2 separate regions of the Pan troglodytes genome follow, and region 1 is linked to region 2. A link is a contact called in public HiChIP or PLAC-seq data. All regions are on one chromosome and are shown on one strand. The core of a region is the stretch at or near the end of the contact, and the rest is flanking DNA. Distances in the headings are between cores, read along the strand shown. Region 1 holds the start of CNIH2 (cornichon family AMPA receptor auxiliary protein 2). Region 2 holds the start of CFL1 (cofilin 1).

Region 1 (3,762 bases), core at 1,109-3,608, 420 kb after region 2:
GCTGCCCCTCACCTGTTCTCCCCTCCTCTTCTCTCCCCTCCTCTTCTCTCCTCTCCCTTGTCAGGAGTTTGCAGACTCTCTGGGCATCCCCTTCTTGGAGACGAGCGCCAAGAATGCCACCAATGTCGAGCAGGCGTTCATGACCATGGCTGCTGAAATCAAAAAGCGGATGGGGCCTGGAGCAGCCTCTGGGGGCGAGCGGCCCAATCTCAAGATCGACAGCACCCCTGTAAAGCCAGCTGGCGGTGGCTGTTGCTAGGAGGGGCACATGGAGTGGGACAGGAGGGGGCACCTTCTCCAGATGATGTCCCTGGAGGGGGCAGGAGGTACCTCCCTCTCCCTCTCCTGGGGCATTTGAGTCTGTGGCTTTGGGGTGTCCTGGGCTCCCCATCTCCCTCTGGCCCATCTGCCTGCTGCCCTGAGCCCCGGTTCTGTCAGGGTCCCTAACGGAGGACACTCAGGACCTGTGGCCAGGCAGGGCGGAGGCCTGCTCTGCTGTTGCCTCTAGGTGACTTTCCAAGATGCCCCCCTACACACCTTTCTTTGGAACGAGGGCTCTTCTGTCGGTCTCCCTCCCACCCCCATGTATGCTGCACTGGGTTCTCTCCTTCTTCCTGCTGTCCTGCCCAAGAACTGAGGGTCTCCCCGGCCTCTACTGCCCTGGCTGCAGTCAGTGCCCAGGGCCAGGAATGTGGCCAGGGGATCCAGGCCCTGGGATCCAGGGCCCTGGGCTGGACCTCAGGACAGGCATGGAGGCCACAGGGGCCCAGCAGCCCACCCTTTCCTCTCCCCACTGCCTCCTCTCCCCTCCCACACTCCCAGCTCGAGCCGTCCAGCTGCGGTGGGATCTGAGTATATCTAGGGCGGGTGGGCGGGTAGTAGTGCTGGGCCTGTGTCTTGAGCCTGGAGGGAGTCTGCTCCTGCCGCCTTCTGCCCTGCCAGAGACAGACCCATGTGCTGCCTGCCCACCGTGCCCCTTTGTCCCCATGTCAGGCAGAGGCGGAAGGCCCACCGTGCCAGAGGCTGGGCACCAGCCTTAACCCTCACTCTGCTAGCACCTCCTCCCTTTCCCCAAGGTAGCACATCTGGCTCACTCCCCACTCCGTCTCTGGAGCCCACCAGGGACGGCCCTCATCCCCTGCCGCTACTTCTCTGGGGAATGTGGGTTCCATCCAGGATTGGGGGCCTCTCTGCTCACCCACTCTGCACCCAGGATCCTAGTCCCCTGCCCTCTGGCACAGCTGCTTCCTGCAAGAAAGCAAGTCTTTGGTCTCCCTGAGAAGCCATGTCCCTCGTGCTGTCTCTTGCCTGTCCCACCTGTGCCCTGCCCTCCAGCTTGTATTTAAGTCCCTGGGCTGCCCCCTTGGGGTGCCCCCCGCTCCCAGGTTCCCCTCTGGTGTCATGTCAGGCATTTTGCAAGGAAAAGCCACTTGGGGAAAGATGGAAAAGGACAAAAAATTAATAAATTTCCATTGGCCCTCGGGTGAGCTGAGGGTTTTTGCAAGGAAGTTGTGGTGGCCAAGTGTGGTCTGTGGTCTAAGCCCAGCCTTGGGGTGGGGGGATGGAACTGGAACCCTGGGCTAGGTGGGGTGCACGGGGGTCCTGGCTTGGTTTCTGTGACCTAAGGCTGCTGGCAAAAGCCCTTGACCCCGTTTCCTGGGGCCAGGAAAGCTGCTTGTGCTTCTGTGGTCTGTCCCCAAGGGCCCAGCACCGTTCTGTCAGGGAAAGAGGCAGGCGGCCATCAGCTCATACCTGGCGTGCCGCCGCCAACTCCCGCGGGGCACACGGCAGAGGTGTGGGGTCGCGCAGCCGCTGAGAGGGCCCCCACTGCACCTGGCCCAACCTCCTCCAGCGCCCCCCAAAACCCCACTGCCCCCATTCAGCCCCTGTCCTGGCGTCATTGTGTGTCCCAGCCAGGTGCTTCTGCCGTCTCCGACAGTGACAAGTGCCTCGCACTTCAGCCTTTGCCCTGAGCGCCCGCCCGAGGGGGCCGAGTGCGGCTGTGCCGGTGGCTGGAGTGCCGAGGGGTGCGGGGTGCCGGGGGCGGCCGCGTCTACGCTGTCCGGAGGGTGAACGGCCGCGGGCTTGTCGGGGCTGGGGGTGGCGCCCGAGCCGGGCGGGCAGACGAGGGGCCCGCGGAGACCCAGCCCCGCCCGAGGCCGCTCGCGCGGCGGCCCCGCCCCCGGCTCCGCCCCGCCGGCTTCGCGGGCTGGAGAGCGAGGGAGCCGCGGGCGAGGGATCGCAGGATGAGCGATCGGGGCCCGGGCAGCCGGCAACGGACGCGCCCCCCGAGCCCACCGGCCCGCGCCCCGCGCCCCCCACGGCCCCGCGGTCCCGGTCCCGGCCGCATCACCCACGTCCCCCGAGCCCCACGGGACATGCCCGGCCGGCCCTAAGCGCGGGCCGGGGGGCGTCCCCTTGCGCCCGGGCCCCGCGCTGGCGCCCCCCGGGCCGCCGCCCGGCGCGGGGGCCATGGCGTTCACCTTCGCCGCGTTCTGCTACATGCTCACCCTGGTGCTGTGCGCCTCCCTCATCTTCTTTGTCATCTGGCACGTAAGGCCGGGCTGGGGCTGGGGGCGGGGTGGGGGGCAGGGGCCACGCGGAGCTGGAGGGACCCAGGGCGGGTGGTCTCAGAGCCCAGGGGAAACTTGCTATCCCCCAGCCGTCGGCTTGTCGGCTTCGCCCCCATTAACACCCCCCGTGGTCGGCTTTCTTCCCGGGGCCCCCCTTCCTCCGCCGCCCCCGCCTGTCTGTGTGTATGTCAGTCGGTCTCTGACCCCCTCCTCTGCCCTCGTCCTCTGCTCCCATGCAGCCCGTGAGGTGGGGGGTGGAATTCTGGCATTTTTGTTCCTTTATCTTCTATGTCCCCCCCCACCACCATCCAGCCGCCTCCATTAGTCCATCCGGCAGTTTGTCTGTCTGCTGCCCCCCACCCTTTGTGGGTTTTTCCAGCCAGAGTGATGGAGCTGGTTGCTATGGCAACTGCATCTGTTTACAGGACCCACAGATCTCAGAGTCCATTAACCCTTTGCCTTCCCAGCCCCCTCCCTGACCAAGCAGCAGTTGGCTCTCATCAGCCCCCAGAGACCTAGCCCCCACCACCGGCTCACCTTGGGTTTCCCTACTCCTCCTGTTGGGGGCTTCCCAGCCCCCCAGGTTTCCTCTCCATTTTCCAGCTTCCCTCCTCTTCCTGTCCCCCTTCCCCTTTCTCTCTCACATACCCCTTGGTCTGTCCCTCGCCCTGGCCTAGCCTCACACCTGATTCTTCAAAATGTCCATTCCTCATCCTGCATCCGACCCATTGCTTCCCCCAGGCTCCCTCCTCCTCCCCTCCCGCCCCTCTCCTCCAGGGCCTCCTCTGCCTGGCTCCCGTCCCCTCACTACAGAACTATCAATCAGCCTCCAGCTGGTTGTTGGGGGCCCCTGGCCCCACTTTACTGCCCTCCGTCCCCACCCCCACCCAAACCCCGTGCCTGTTTCTGTAACAGCCTGCCCAGCTCGGCCCTGGCTGGCTCAGCTCAGCATCCTCTGCTCACACCTCCCGCGCACACCTCCCTGATTGTCATTCCCTTTCAGGGGTCCTCTCATCCCTCCCTCAATCCCATTTCCCATAGCCCTTCCCTCCTTCCTCCCGGTGCCTCACCTGCTTCTTTCCCGGGCTCCCCACTTCCTCTCTCCTTTCTCTTCCTGGGACCTGCCGCCTGCTCTATGGTTCCCCCTGCGCTCCCTTTGCCATCCCCTGCCACCTTGCTCTTTGACATC
Region 2 (3,779 bases), core at 244-2,743:
CCAACGTCAGTAAAACAAGAATAGGAGGAAAAGGCACAGGGGAAAGGTACAAGGAAATCTCTGAGAGCTTTGTTCTTGTTTAAAGATGTTTGGCAAAGTCATGAGGCGTTAAAGGGTAAAGACGAGGGTTTGTGCATTCAATTCAAGGCTTCTTTACATGCCTTTACGTGCCAATGGGAAGAAATAGATATTAAACCAGACTTGAACCCAGCTCTCGAGTTGATAGCCAGGTACATGGTTATTCTAACATCCGAAAAACTGAGACAAGTTCTGTGGTAGTATATGCCTTAAAAAAAAAGAAACGAGGGGGGGGACTCCGGGATGATTTTGTTGTCCTAGAACAGTGACCACAGCCTCACACTCTGCAGGAAAAGACTGGGTCGCAAACAAGTCAGAGGCAAACCCAGAAAGGGAACTGGGGGCCCTAATCCTATAAACGGAATTAAGGGTGTAAACGGTGAGCGATGCCTGGGAGTGGGGTACCTTGCAGAGCATACCGGGGGTTGTAGTCGGGGACATTCCACAGCACCGCCCCCGCCCGGACTCCCGGCGCTCCAGGTGGAGACAGCAGCTTGACCCCGCCTCCCGCGAGCGACCCTACATGAATATGAGGCTAGCGCCCCCTTTTCTGAGCCTTAGAGTTTCCAAGAGCAACGGGGAGAGGGAGGGGGGGCTTCGCAGTTACCCTGGAGACGCGCTCTCGCCCGCCCCCAGCCGCGGGATGCCCTAGATGTCCTTATTAGGACAAGAGACTCGAGGGGGCGGGGCCAGCCCGACAGCCGACTTGAGGCTCCTTATAAGGCCGCGGCGGGCGGGAGGCGGGAGCCGGAGCCCATTGGTCCAATTTAGCTTGGCTGGGGCTACTGCGCCGTGGGCTAGGCACAGTCCTGAGGGGCGGGACTGGAGCTCTGGCGCCCACCTCTCCCTTCCTCGCAGGCTGGAGACCTGCGTGTTGAGACTTCCGGCATAGCAGCTAGAGGCCGGGTGCTGCTTCAAACCCTGGCGGGTCGCCTGTGTCCAACTCAGCTATACGTGTCCTTCAGGCTTCTCAGGTTGAAGCCCTTTGTAGGGTTTCCATCTTCAACCTCCCTGAGGGTCTCCCACTTCCGATTAGCCACAAAAATGACGAAGTGTTCTCCCCTCTACCTGTGTCTGGGCTTCTTAACCCGCAGCCTGCTCCTCCGCTCCCAAACCCAACCGCGTGCCCATCTCAGGCCTCCCCAACTGCCAGGATGCCCAAGCACCTCTTACTTACAGTCCTCCTTCCTCTAGGCCTCTGACCCCCGACATTCCGAGTTCTATTTTGGGCCTTCTCGGCACGTCCCCGACTTCCTCTCCACCACACACTCTTTGCCCTGTATCCCGGGGATGAGGATCACCATCTCCTCCAAGGGTCCTGCAGCTCCTCCTGCCTTACCTTTGTGTCCTCATCCCCGGCACCCATTTCTGGGTGTCCCTCCCACCAATACGTTTGCACCCGTTTGTCTCCTAGCCCCCGCCTCTCCTGGACTCTTTTCAAGACCAGTCTCCATCTCCAGCCTCCTTCAAGCTTGAGGCTGAAGCTGACAATCTTAAGAGACCTTAGAGCCGCCAAGCTCAGGTTAGTTCGTTAAGCGCCGCCCAGCCAGTCCTCCCCGTCACAGGGGGCGCTGTCCGCCTTCCTCTCGCCTACACAAAGACCCCGCTCTCGAATCTGGGTTGACAGGAAGGAGCCGGTCCAGGCTCCGGGGGCTGGGAATGGGCGCGTCTCAAAGGCTGGCTGGAGTGGAGCCAAGGGAAAAGATCGTTAGAGACAGCGCCCCTGACCAACCACTTAGAGCAGCGCAGGGGTGGGAGGGCGGCCGCAGGCTCTCCTCTCGTTAGTGCCCCCTGTGTTTGGGGCCCCGTGATCTCAACGGTCCTGCCCTCGGTCTCCCTCTTCCCCCGCCCCGCCCTGGGCCAGGTGTTCCAATCCCGACTCCAGAACTGGCGGCGTCCCAGTCCCGCGGGCGTGGAGCGCCGGAGGACCCGCCCTCGGGCTCATGGCGGCCCCGGTCCGCCTGGGCCGGAAGCGCCCGCTGCCTGCCAGTCCCAACCCGCTCTTCGTTCGCTGGCTGACCGAGTGGCGGGACGAGGCGACCCGCAGCAGGCGCCGCACGCGCTTCGTGTTTCAGAAGGTGGGTCCTGGCGTGGCCCGATGGGAAAAGCTGCTGGCCAGGTCAGGCCTGCCCTGACCAGGTACCCTACCCCTGCCCGGCCAGGCGCTGCGTTCCCTCCGACGGTACCCACTGCCGCTGCGCAGCGGGAAGGAAGCTAAGATCCTACAGCACTTCGGAGACGGGCTCTGCCGGATGCTGGACGAGCGGCTGCAGCGGCACCGAACATCGGGCGGTGAGCGCCTCGGAAAGGGGTCGGTGATCCCCTACCTCCCCCAGGTGGAGCCTCCGTACTCTCCTGGGAGCCCTTGGCTTAAAGCTCCCCACTCCTGTCCCAGTTGCCGTTCGGCCTAGGGCTAGTGGCTGGCGCTCCCTGAGCCTCCCTCACCGGTCTCACGTAACCATCTGAGTAGGTTGCATCCCAGATCCTCGCAGCTGCCGGATTCGTGGAGTGTGGAGTTAACTCTTTTCTCTCCCGCAGGTGACCATGCCTCGGACTCACTATCTGGAGAGAACAGTCCAGCCCCGCAGGGGCGACCTGCGGAAGTCCAGGACTCTTCCGTGCCAGTGAGGAAGGGGCAAGGGGAGTGGAAGGCAAAGTGGGAGTGCGGGAGTATGATTTTCTGGCTTGGGGGATTTGGCAAGCCTGAGTCCAAATCTCACCAGTGATGCCTGGCCTTGAGCAAATGACTTATCCTCTTTTCGACTTAGTATTTTAACCTGTGAATAGAAATATTGGTAACAGCCAATGAGAGAATTCCATGATCAAGCTACTTAGGGAGCCCAGCTCAGTTAGTTACGGGGTCACCATTATTAAGTTTTCCTGTCTAATTACACCTGTCCTGCAGCGCATGGTAGAAGTGAGGCCAGGCTGGGCAGACACCCCCACCCACTGCCCCGAAACTGCCTGCTGTTTTATCCCAGATTTGCAGCGGATCATCCCATCACCTGGCCCATTTTACAGAGAAGGAAACTGAGAGACAACTGAGTGACTTACCCAGGGCCACAAAGCCTGCTGGGGACTTATTCAAAGATGACTGGCTGGCTTTCATGTTCAGAACTCCTCTGTACCTTTCAGGTTCCCGCCCAGCCCAAAGCGGGAGGCTCTGGCAGCTACTGGCCAGCTCGGCACTCAGGAGCCCGAGTGATACTGCTGGTGCTCTACCGGGAGCACCTGGTGAGCACTGGGCTACACCGCGAGGCAGAACCATGGCAGTGGGGTGGGAGGTTCCCCGAGGGGCCTGGCCCAGGCAGGGCAGGCAAAGATTATCCCAGCCACCTGAGCGGGATGAGGAGGGGCCCTGGCACTGAGCCTACCCTGTCTTTTCTACCTTGGTTTCAGAATCCTAATGGTCACCACTTCTTAACCAAGGAGGAGCTGCTGCAGAGGTGTGCTCAGAAGTCCCCCAGGGTGAGCACAGGGATCAGGGAGGACAGGCCCAAGTGGCTCTGGGGCCCACCAAAGACTGCCTTTTCTTGCAGTGGGCCCATGTGTGGCCCATGGCTGGGGACACAGGGAACATGGACTTGTGGTGGTACCAGGTGCTCTCTGAGGGTCTCTTTTCTGATCCACAGGTAGCCCCTGGGAGTGCTCGACCCTGGCCAGCCCTCCGCTCCCTCCTTCACAGGAACCTGGTCCTCAGG

The links. HiChIP or PLAC-seq counts read pairs in DNA pulled down with a chosen protein or histone mark.
Region 1: a contact with region 2 is called in an H3K4me3 HiChIP or PLAC-seq map of stem cell-derived excitatory neurons, with 2.3 times the contacts expected there. The contact joins the promoter of CNIH2 here to the promoter of CFL1 in region 2. A contact is called at or near these places in 1 of 7 Hi-C or Micro-C datasets (stem cell-derived neural progenitor cells) and 1 of 1 datasets of contacts at active chromatin or transcription factors (stem cell-derived excitatory neurons).

What each region holds. Positions count from the first base shown.
Region 1 is chr9:68,605,238-68,608,999 of NHGRI_mPanTro3-v2.0_pri, forward strand. It overlaps CNIH2 (cornichon family AMPA receptor auxiliary protein 2), which reads left to right and starts at 2,359. Exons shown (of 6, transcript XM_063783117.1): 1 at 2,359-2,553. The coding sequence starts at 2,473. RAB1B (RAB1B, member RAS oncogene family) reads left to right here. Exons shown (of 6, transcript XM_009423503.4): 6 at 65-1,508. The coding sequence ends at 259.
Region 2 is chr9:68,185,018-68,188,796 of NHGRI_mPanTro3-v2.0_pri, forward strand. CFL1 (cofilin 1) reads right to left here and starts at 1,494. Exons shown (of 4, transcript XM_054661407.2): 1 at 1,256-1,494. MUS81 (MUS81 structure-specific endonuclease subunit) reads left to right here and starts at 740. Exons shown (of 18, transcript NM_001280496.1): 1 at 740-1,052; 2 at 1,493-1,600; 3 at 1,943-2,156; 4 at 2,241-2,370; 5 at 2,617-2,702; 6 at 3,214-3,312; 7 at 3,478-3,546; 8 at 3,711-3,779. The coding sequence starts at 2,022.